3 separate regions of the Danio rerio genome follow, and regions 2 and 3 are each linked to region 1. The links are chromatin contacts, called in public Hi-C and Micro-C maps. All regions are on one chromosome and are shown on one strand. Each heading gives the region's core, a stretch centred on a gene start, on an enhancer-like site or on the middle of the called end of the contact. The rest is flanking DNA. Distances are from core to core; before and after follow the strand shown.

Evidence for each region. Hi-C and Micro-C count contacts between places; a contact is called where the count stands out from the background.
Region 2: a Micro-C map of caudal fin shows a contact between it and region 1, with 12 times the contacts expected there. The contact joins the enhancer-like site here to the promoter of mafba in region 1. A contact is called at or near these places in 5 of 18 Hi-C or Micro-C datasets (caudal fin, embryo, hematopoietic stem cells and 2 more) and 3 of 4 datasets of contacts at active chromatin or transcription factors (caudal fin, embryo and pancreas).
Region 3: a contact with region 1 is called in a Hi-C map of hematopoietic stem cells, with 2.5 times the contacts expected there. The contact joins the enhancer-like site here to the promoter of mafba in region 1. A contact is called at or near these places in 2 of 18 Hi-C or Micro-C datasets (caudal fin and hematopoietic stem cells) and 1 of 4 datasets of contacts at active chromatin or transcription factors (embryo).

The regions. Positions count from the first base shown.
Region 1 is chr23:3,420,460-3,423,215 of GRCz12tu, forward strand. It overlaps mafba (MAF bZIP transcription factor Ba), which reads right to left and starts at 1,382. Exons shown (of 1, transcript NM_131015.3): 1 at 1-1,382. The coding sequence starts at 1,032.
Region 2 is chr23:3,048,171-3,051,121 of GRCz12tu, forward strand. The region is part of intron 17 of dhx35 (DEAH-box helicase 35); the gene reads left to right. Among named protein-coding and RNA genes, the nearest start is that of dhx35, 130 kb to the left of the region's middle. Within about 2 kb of position 1,316, at least 7 of the 62 cell types and tissues checked have an H3K27ac peak or open chromatin away from gene starts, as enhancers often do.
Region 3 is chr23:2,943,746-2,946,815 of GRCz12tu, forward strand. The region is part of intron 17 of dhx35 (DEAH-box helicase 35); the gene reads left to right. Among named protein-coding and RNA genes, the nearest start is that of dhx35, 27 kb to the left of the region's middle. Within about 2 kb of position 1,591, at least 30 of the 62 cell types and tissues checked have an H3K27ac peak or open chromatin away from gene starts, as enhancers often do.

The sequences.
Region 1 (2,756 bases), core at 132-2,631:
CGTCTTCTCGTTCTCCAGCAGGTGCTTCTGCTGCACGCGCTTGAAGCGGCATGACTGCGCGTAGCCCCGGTTCTTCAGGGTCCGGCGCTTCTGCTTCAGGCGGATCACCTCGTCCTTGGTGAAGCCCCGCAGGTGTCGGTTGAGCTCCCGTACGGACATGGTCACAAGCTGGTCGTCGGAGAAGCGGTCCTCCACGTTCAGGCCGCCCCCCACGCCGTGGTGACCCTGCTGACCCGGGTGGCCGTGCGGGTGGTGATGGTGGTGGTGGCGGTGGTGGAGCTGCTCGGGCGAGGTAGGAGAAGGGCTGTCGGGATCCTGGCTGTGGTGGTGGTGGTGGTGATGGTGGGGGTGGTGGCCGTGAGCGCCGGGGTGACCCGACAGGTCGTCGGGGTGATGGGGGATCGCGCCGTACTGGTGTTGATGGTGATGGTGCTGCGGCTGCTGTTGCTGCTGTTGCTGCGCGTGGCCGTGGTGGTGATGCGCGCCCCTGTATCCATCAAACGCTCCAGCTTGCAGCTGCTGCTGCACGTGAGGGGGCGGCGGGTGCCCGTGGGCCGTGGCACCGATCAGAGCCTCCACCGCGTCTTCGGGCGTGAGGCTTAACGTCTGCGGGTCGATCTGCTGCGGGTACGCGCCGCTGGGCATCCAGTACAGCTCCTCCAGGTGGTTCTTCTGTTCTGTGGGGCTGAAGCTCGGGGAGGACGGCACGGAGCTGCACGGGGTGCTGATAGGAGTGGAGGACACGGAGCCCTGCGGCTGGAGGCGGTTGCACTGCCGTATATTGGCGCGGTCGTGCGCCGCCATGGCCTCTTTCTTTACCTCGAATTTCATTAAATCAAAGTCATTGACATATTCCAACGCCAGCGGGCTGGTGGGCAGCTCGGGCCCCATGGCGAGATCGGCGCTCATCGTGCCCCTGTTCTTTAGCAAAGTGTTGGGAAAACCAGACTTTGGCGTTTTTTCTCCCCTCTCTTTGCGCATGCAATGTTCTTGATGGGTCTCCGACCGCGGCGCGCTCGAGCGCTGGAGCATACAGTGTCACTCGATTGTGCTCGAACAACAGAAAGCCAAAAACTTTCAGGACTAATGCACCGCGAAAGACATCTGCCTCATATGGACGCGCAGAGCTCGACAGCTGCAGTCTTTGGAGTCTACTCGCGGCGCTGGAGAAAGTCAAGTCTCTCGCGCGCTCAATGTCCCGTCGCAGCACTTCAACTCAAAACATAAATAAAAGATAAAAATGAGTACCGGAGGAGGGCTCCCGTCCCGATCCCGGATACTCCAAAATATGTCCTTAAGCCAGTGAAGCAGCGTTGGGGTGGAAGGGTGCTGTGTTTTTCCAGCTCTGCACCGCAGAGAATTTGAGCTCGCACTCACTCCTGAGTATTCAGACTGTAGCAGGACGCCAGACCGCTCTCCGCTGTTATAGCCTGCGCGCGCGTGACGTCAGAAGGGGCTGGCGACCAGTCAGATTTGTAGAATTAGCATAATGATGGTTGTTTGTGTGCTGTCAGCTGACGGGATGAAGAAAGCGAGAGTGGTATTTCGTGTATTGACTGATTGGATGTGCGCGCCTAACGAGGAGCCGTTTGTCTGTACTGTTGAAAAAGTCAAACGCGTACATTAATTGGGCACATTTTAATCAAGACGTTTCTTTTAGAGAGAGAGAGAGAAAAAGTTTTGTTCCATTTATACGCTTGCATTAAAATCTGTTCCCTTTGTGTGAGTTGTAAAACAAAACATATAGGTTTAAGACTCCAAAGCATAACTTTAGTAGAGCTTTAAAATGAATACAAACCCTCTATATGACGTATGAGTTTTAATATAAATAGATATCGGTCTGTTACATGCAGCAGCAGGTTGTTACATCAACCCTCATATGCGCGATAGCCTACTTCAAAACATGTCTTTTAAATCTCTGTAAATCTTTATCCATTGACAAAACTGCTCAACGAAATAAATATGTAAGTTAATACCATATCAAAAGATTTTGTTAGCGTAGACATAAAAAATAAATAATGAAAGATCAGGGAGAAATTCAAAGTCATGATTGTTAAGAACGCATAAATATGCATTAATAATAACCACGTTTTACATGGATGAGAACGCGCGTTACTCGTGATTTTGATGTGTTGTTGTGATGTTTATTGACTTTTGGATTTTCAGTAGGACGGGTTAAGTTTAGGGACTGGTATTGCGCTCCTGGTGACGCTTGATTCACGAAAACTCGCCCAACGCTGCCCTCATGTGGCACATCTGCTCACTGCGCGCTCACCTGAGCGCTCATCTCCAGCGCAGCTGCTGCTCTACTGTTATGTAGGGCGATATGAATGTAAAATAAGTGAGTTTACCTGTAAATAAATACTAGAGCCTTTAACTTTAGAGTTGCGTAAACGATGCACGATGCGTTAAGTTAACGAGTGTTTTTTTTTTCTTCTTCTGCATTTGTCAAAGCGGGGCTGATTGCAGCTTTGCGTTTTAAGCCATTTGAATATTTGTTTTGCTCAAGTCACTAATATCACACAATATCAAGTAGGATTTATTAATTCAAACAAGATATAAGCTATTTTAATTAACAAAATGTAATTAATATTACCGCAGTATAATGCTCTTATTCATTTTTCAAAGTCCACTTATTTCTTTTTTATTTACCTTACTTTTATTGTACCTGATTAAATACAGCAATTCTTTCACTCCAAAGTATCACCGTCTCTAAACGCAAGATTAATTTTTATGATCTCTTTTTTATAATATGT
Region 2 (2,951 bases), core at 66-2,565, 370 kb before region 1:
TGATACAAATTATATATAAATTCAAATTTGTAGCAAAATATTTTGTATAGTTTTGTTTCAATGTATGTGAGTGAATCACATAATAAATGTTTTGTGATATTTCGTAATATAATGTAACATTTCTTGTTTTGGAAACATTTTAAAACGATGTGTCAGTGTTCCTTGTTGTTGTGGTTTTTGTGCTCTATTGAAGATAAGCTGTGGTGGGTTTGTTTTTGTTTTGTATTGTTTTAAGTAAACAATGGCAATTCGAAAAAAAAATAATGTTATTATTTTATTAAACAATTTTGATTTATTTTAGTGACTGCAAGTAAACTTAGGATTTATTTGGCATTGCTTTGGTTTAAACAACAAAAAGCATTTTGTTTGATTTTAGAGACAAATTGAAGGTATCCTGTGTGCAGTTTCTGTGATTTTGACATTTCTAAAATGCATTTTAAATGAAGTCAGAATGATTAGCCCTCCTCTTATATTTTAATTATTTTATACCCCCCTACTAAAATATGTTGTTTAACAGGTAGAAGATTTGTTTTCAAAATATTTCTAAACATAAGTTGATACTGATTTCTTTTATCTTTGCCATGATGACAGCACTTAATATTTGACTAAATATTTCAGATATTCAGCTTAAAGTGCAATTTAAAGGCTTAACTTAACTAGGCAAGTTATGGTAATTAGGTAAGTCATTGTTTAAAGATGTCCCAGAGATGGGTTGCGGCTGGAAGGGCATCCGCTGCGTAAAAACTGGCTAGATAAGTGATCCCGGATTAATAAAAGGACTAATTTGACAAGAAAATAAATGAATGAATGTATAAAGATGGTTTGTTCTGTAGTGGAAAAAATATGTGGCTAATAATGAAGACCTTAAAAGGCGTATGAAATTAAAACTAGTCCTATATTCTAGTCAAAATAAAACAAAAAAGACATTCATATTTAAATATTTTGTAAAAATTTTCGTGCTCCAATAAATATCACAGAGAAATAATTTTAAAAATTTAAATTAAATAAATAAATATATATAATTTAATTTATAATATATATAATTTTGCCCTCAACTGTATTTAGTCTGATCCTAACGCAAAACAAGCTTTGTCTTTAGGTTTGTCACTATATAGTGAACACTCGGTGTCAGGTAAAGATACACAGACCATTATGGAGAAATCCAGTACATTTCGTCTGAAGTGAAGATTCCCAAAGTTTTCGTGTTGTCGGAGGGCCTGATATGGAGTAATTTGCACCCTAACGGAGTGTAAGAGACGCAGCATCATCATCATCGTCTGACATCTGTTGACCAGCGAGGAGGTGTTGAGGTTTACAGACCCGCGCGCACACACACATCAGAGGTGCTCTGTCAACGCTCCGGTCCGGGGCTCTCAGGGGTGTGATTTTCTCAAAACCAACGTCAAACGTGAGACGACGCCTCCAAGCTCAATCTGTTCATCCGATGAGGCGAAACAAACAAAACCGCGCGTGTATGTGTGTGTGTGTGTGTGCGAGTTTCACACCCGTGGGCCTCAGTCGTCCCATCAGCACAAACAAAGGTGTGAGGAGAGCAGCAATCTGGCCAGGAAGAGTCTCTCTCTGCTTCCTCTCTGACATGATCTCATGTGTTCATCTTCGTCTTTATCAGATCAGATCAGTTCACGGGACATGAAGAAACTGCACTGAAACTCTGGTAGCACAGCATAAACAGTTAAAAATCTACTTAAACGTAAAACATTAACACATATAAAATATTATCATTTTAACGCTTGATTTTTTTACTGAATTGTTTATATGTCTGTGTATGCATGTGAATATATGTATATACACACAGTAAAGAATTTAGTTGTCATAGAGCTTTTTTCCTTGACAGCTGGTCAGAAAATGAACGTTTTTCTTTTGTTGATTGAAAGTTTAGGTTATTATACATCACCCTATATTTTATTAGTCTAAAAATGAATATAATAAGGATGTCTGAATAATATTTTGTTAAAATATAAAATAAACATGCTCTGAATGACAAACTTAATATTAAATTTGGATGAAATTACATGTTTTTAACAGAATAAAAACAAAATCCATAATTTTGTTCCAGGCAGTTTCTTAAATATCTCAATATATATGCAAAATATTTATTTCAATTATATACAACTTTTTTAAAATCAACTTTTTATATTTTATCTTTGATGAGATTTCCAAGAAATTGTCAAGCATTGATGTATTTTGCTATTTTAAGAATTAAAAACCCTGTACATTTATTGAAGATGTAAAATAAGCAAGGATTAGTAGATTGCATAATCACACACACACACACACACACACACACACACACACACACACACACACACACATGCTATTTCAGTTTTTGTCTACACTAAAATTTCACTCATAATTCATCTTGACGGCTGTTACTTTTGTATTTGATCAATGTCTGAATAAACATGTTTCAAAGTAAACCCTCTGTGTTTGTTTGTTGGTGTAATTACTTTAATTTAATCAGGAATCAACTTGTCATTAAATAAATAAACTTTTATGTAAAAGTGCACTTAATTCTATATTATTTTATGTATTCCCACACATCTCTTATTAATTTGTTTCTTACAAGTAAATAGAATAAAATTAAACATAATAAAATAAATAAAATAATAAAATAACATTAATAATTATTTAATTGTTACATTTTCTGGGCGACCATTTCTACTGATGTTATAGGCTACTGTAGACAAGGCGATCTGCTGTTGTTGGTCAATAGAGGGCGCTCTACACTCAGTTGTTTGTGCATCTTGACTGTTTTTTTTTTACCTGTCATATGTTTGCTCGTGTGTTTGTTAGCCTGCGAACACACGCTCTGTTGTCCTAATTAGTGGCCCTGTTTCTCTCCTACCCTCTCTATTTCTTTCTCTCTCTGAAAAACTCTTCCAGATTACCGTATGTAAGCTGTAAATTACTCATATGTGCTGAAAATGTTT
Region 3 (3,070 bases), core at 341-2,840, 480 kb before region 1:
TAACAATCAAATTGCATATATTGACAATCTTTCCATCCTCGTTAAGAATACAACATATATAAATAATAAAATAACAAAATATAACAAAAAATAAATGCTAATGATACCTAAACATGAAACCAAAATCCAATGATGAATATCTTGCTTTTTTGGCCTTTCATCTTTCTTAATGTCTTCAAATACGTCACAAATTCTTCTTTAAAAACCACTAGTTTTGGGAGAATTTAAAAAAATTTCCAATGAATTTATGAATATGGAATTTTAATAATAACAATAATAATAAAATTTAATAATAATGTGTGTGCGAGCATGGATGTGAGAGAGAGATTGTGTGGTTGTGTGTCTGCACGTGCATGTGTGTAAGAGGTAGTGTGTGATTATGTGTGTGAGTAAGAGAGAGAGAGCCTGTGTGTGTGTGAGACAGTCTGTATTTGTGTCTGTGAGGTTATGTGTTAGACAGAGTGGTTGTGTGTGTGTGTGTAAGAGAGAAAATAAAAAAGTGTGTGTGTGTGGTTGTGCCTATGTGTGCGTGTGTGTGTGGTTGTGCCTGTGTGTGCGCGTGTGTGTGTGGTTGTGCCTATGTGTGCGTGTGTGTGTGGTTGTGCCTATGTGTGCGTGTGTGTGTCTGGTTGTGCCTGTGTGTGCGTGTGTTTCTGGTCGTCCCTATGTGTGTGTGTTTGTGTGTGTATGTTTACATGTGTCTGTGTGTGTGGTCGTGCCTGTGTGTGTGGCTGTGCCTGTGTGTTTGTGTGTGTGTGTGTGTGTGTGTATTTGTTGTCTGTGAGTTTATGTTTTAGACAGAGTGGTTGTGTGTGTGTGTGTGTGTGTGTGTGTAAGAGAGAAAATAAAAAAGTGTGTCTGTGTGTGTGTGTGTGTGTGGTTTTGCCTATGTGTGTGTGTGTGTTTTTGGTCGTCCCTGTGTGTGTGTGTTTGTGTGTGTATGTTTACATGTGTCTGTGTGTGTGGTCGTGCCTGTGTGTGTGGCTGTGCCTGTGTGTGTGTGTGTGTGTGTGTGTGTGTATCCATGTGCCTGTGTGTGGTTGCGCCTGTGTGTGCAAGTGTGTGTTTCTGGTTAAGCCTGTGTGTGTGCGTGTGTCCATGTTTCTGTGTGTGTGGTTGTGTCTGTGTGTGTGTGTGTGTTTCTGGTCGTGCCTGTGTGTGTGGTCGTGCCTGTGTGGTTGTGCCTGTGTGTCTGTGTGTGTGCATGTATCCATGTGTCTGTGGTTGTGCGTTTGTGTGTGTGTTTCTGGTTGAGCCTGTGTGTGTATGTGCGTGTGTGTGTGTGTGTGTGTGTGTGTGTGTGTGTGTGTGTGTGTGTATGTGCGTGTGTGTGTGTGGATGTAATCAGTCGTTCAGCCGCCCTGCTCTCGGGCCGGTGACAAATAGAAAGTGTCTCGCTGTAGTTTATTGCCCTGATCAGGTCAAACGAAAAATATTGGAGGTCTGTGCGAGGAGACAGTTCCGTCTGCCGCAGATAAATGGACTGATCATTTCTTATTGAGAAACAATTCCTAAAAGGTGCTTTACAGCATGACTGAGGGAAGCGCGCGGCCGAGGCTCACCGTGACCCGCGCCGATTAAATGGAGAGAGAGAGAGAGGGAGAGAGAGCTTCTGAAGGCGCAGACACTCCATCTATTATCACGCGGCAGTCCTGATGAAGAGCAGGCTGCTGCCGCTTTATTTATTTATTTACTCTCTCTCTCTCTCTCTCTCTCTCTCTCTCTCTCTCTCTCTCCCTCTTTCTCAGGTGAAGTACAAGGCTGGCCTTCAGGCTTCTACACTCCAAATGGATAGAGGGAGGCAATTGAATTTTACACTCCTCTGGTTATGATTAATGCGCGTGTGCGGAGACGCAGGTGCGCGCCGTGGCCGGCAGATGGCGCTGCTGCTGCACTGCAGCGTGCGCGCGTGTGTGTTTGCGTGTGTGCGTGTTTGGCTGATAATTGATATAATACATGAAATCTCCACGCTGCGTCTTGATCGAGTTGATGACAGCAGCTGGCTAATTTCATGACCATAAAATGCTCTCATTAGTTTTAAATATTCAGTAGTTCTTCTGTGGTAGCAAAGCGCTGTTCCACAAAGTGAGAACTAAAAATACTGTAGTTATTTATGATTATTTTGAACCACAGTGCTGTAAGGTGTATTTTACACAGTTTATGGTAGAGCATTCATAACTGTGAATTATGTATTTAGAACTCTTTGTTAATAAATGCTCAAGCATACTTTAGTATTAAATACAGTGAACTGATTAACTGTAATAAATACTGTAGTGTACTTTAGTTTTTTAACTACTCTAAACTAGTGTATTGTATAAAATGTAGTTGTTCAGTTGTAAACTAATTATATTAAATTTACTACACTATTTCTTAAATTATTAATATGAATGTTTCCCAACTCCTCAAGTTGTGAAACTGTCCTGTTGATTCCAGTTGTAGGAACAACAAATAATAACTTGACTTCTAGTTGATCATTTAGAAAAGCCGATTTTCCCATGAATCATCTGTTGATCTGCGTCCCAATCATCACAAATACTGCAGAAGACCTATTGGAACCCACATGGACCCAAGATTCTCACAGAAATCAGTCAAGTTTGGTAAAGAAAAAATCATGGTTTGGGGTTACATTCCGTATGGGGGGCATTGAGAGATCTGCAGAGTGCATGGCAACATCAACAGCCTGAGGTATCAAGACATTTGTGCTGCCCATTACATAGCGCTCCTTCTCATACTTCAGCCTCCACATCAAAGCTCCTGAAAGCAAAGAAGGTCAAGCTGCTCCAGGATTGGCCAGCCCAGTCACCAGAGACGAACATTATTGAGCATGTCTGGGGTAAAATGAAGGAGTAGGCATTGAAGATGTATCCAAAGACTCTTGATGAGCTCTGGGAGTCCTGCAGGAAAGCTTTCTTTTCCATTCCAGATGACTTTATTAATCAGTGATTTGAGTCAGTGTAGAGATGTATAGATGCAGCTCTCCAAGCTCATGACGGAGTCAGACACAATATTCATTCTGTCTCCACTGCAGCAGCACTTTATATTCTATACTGGACATTATTTCTGTTCAGTG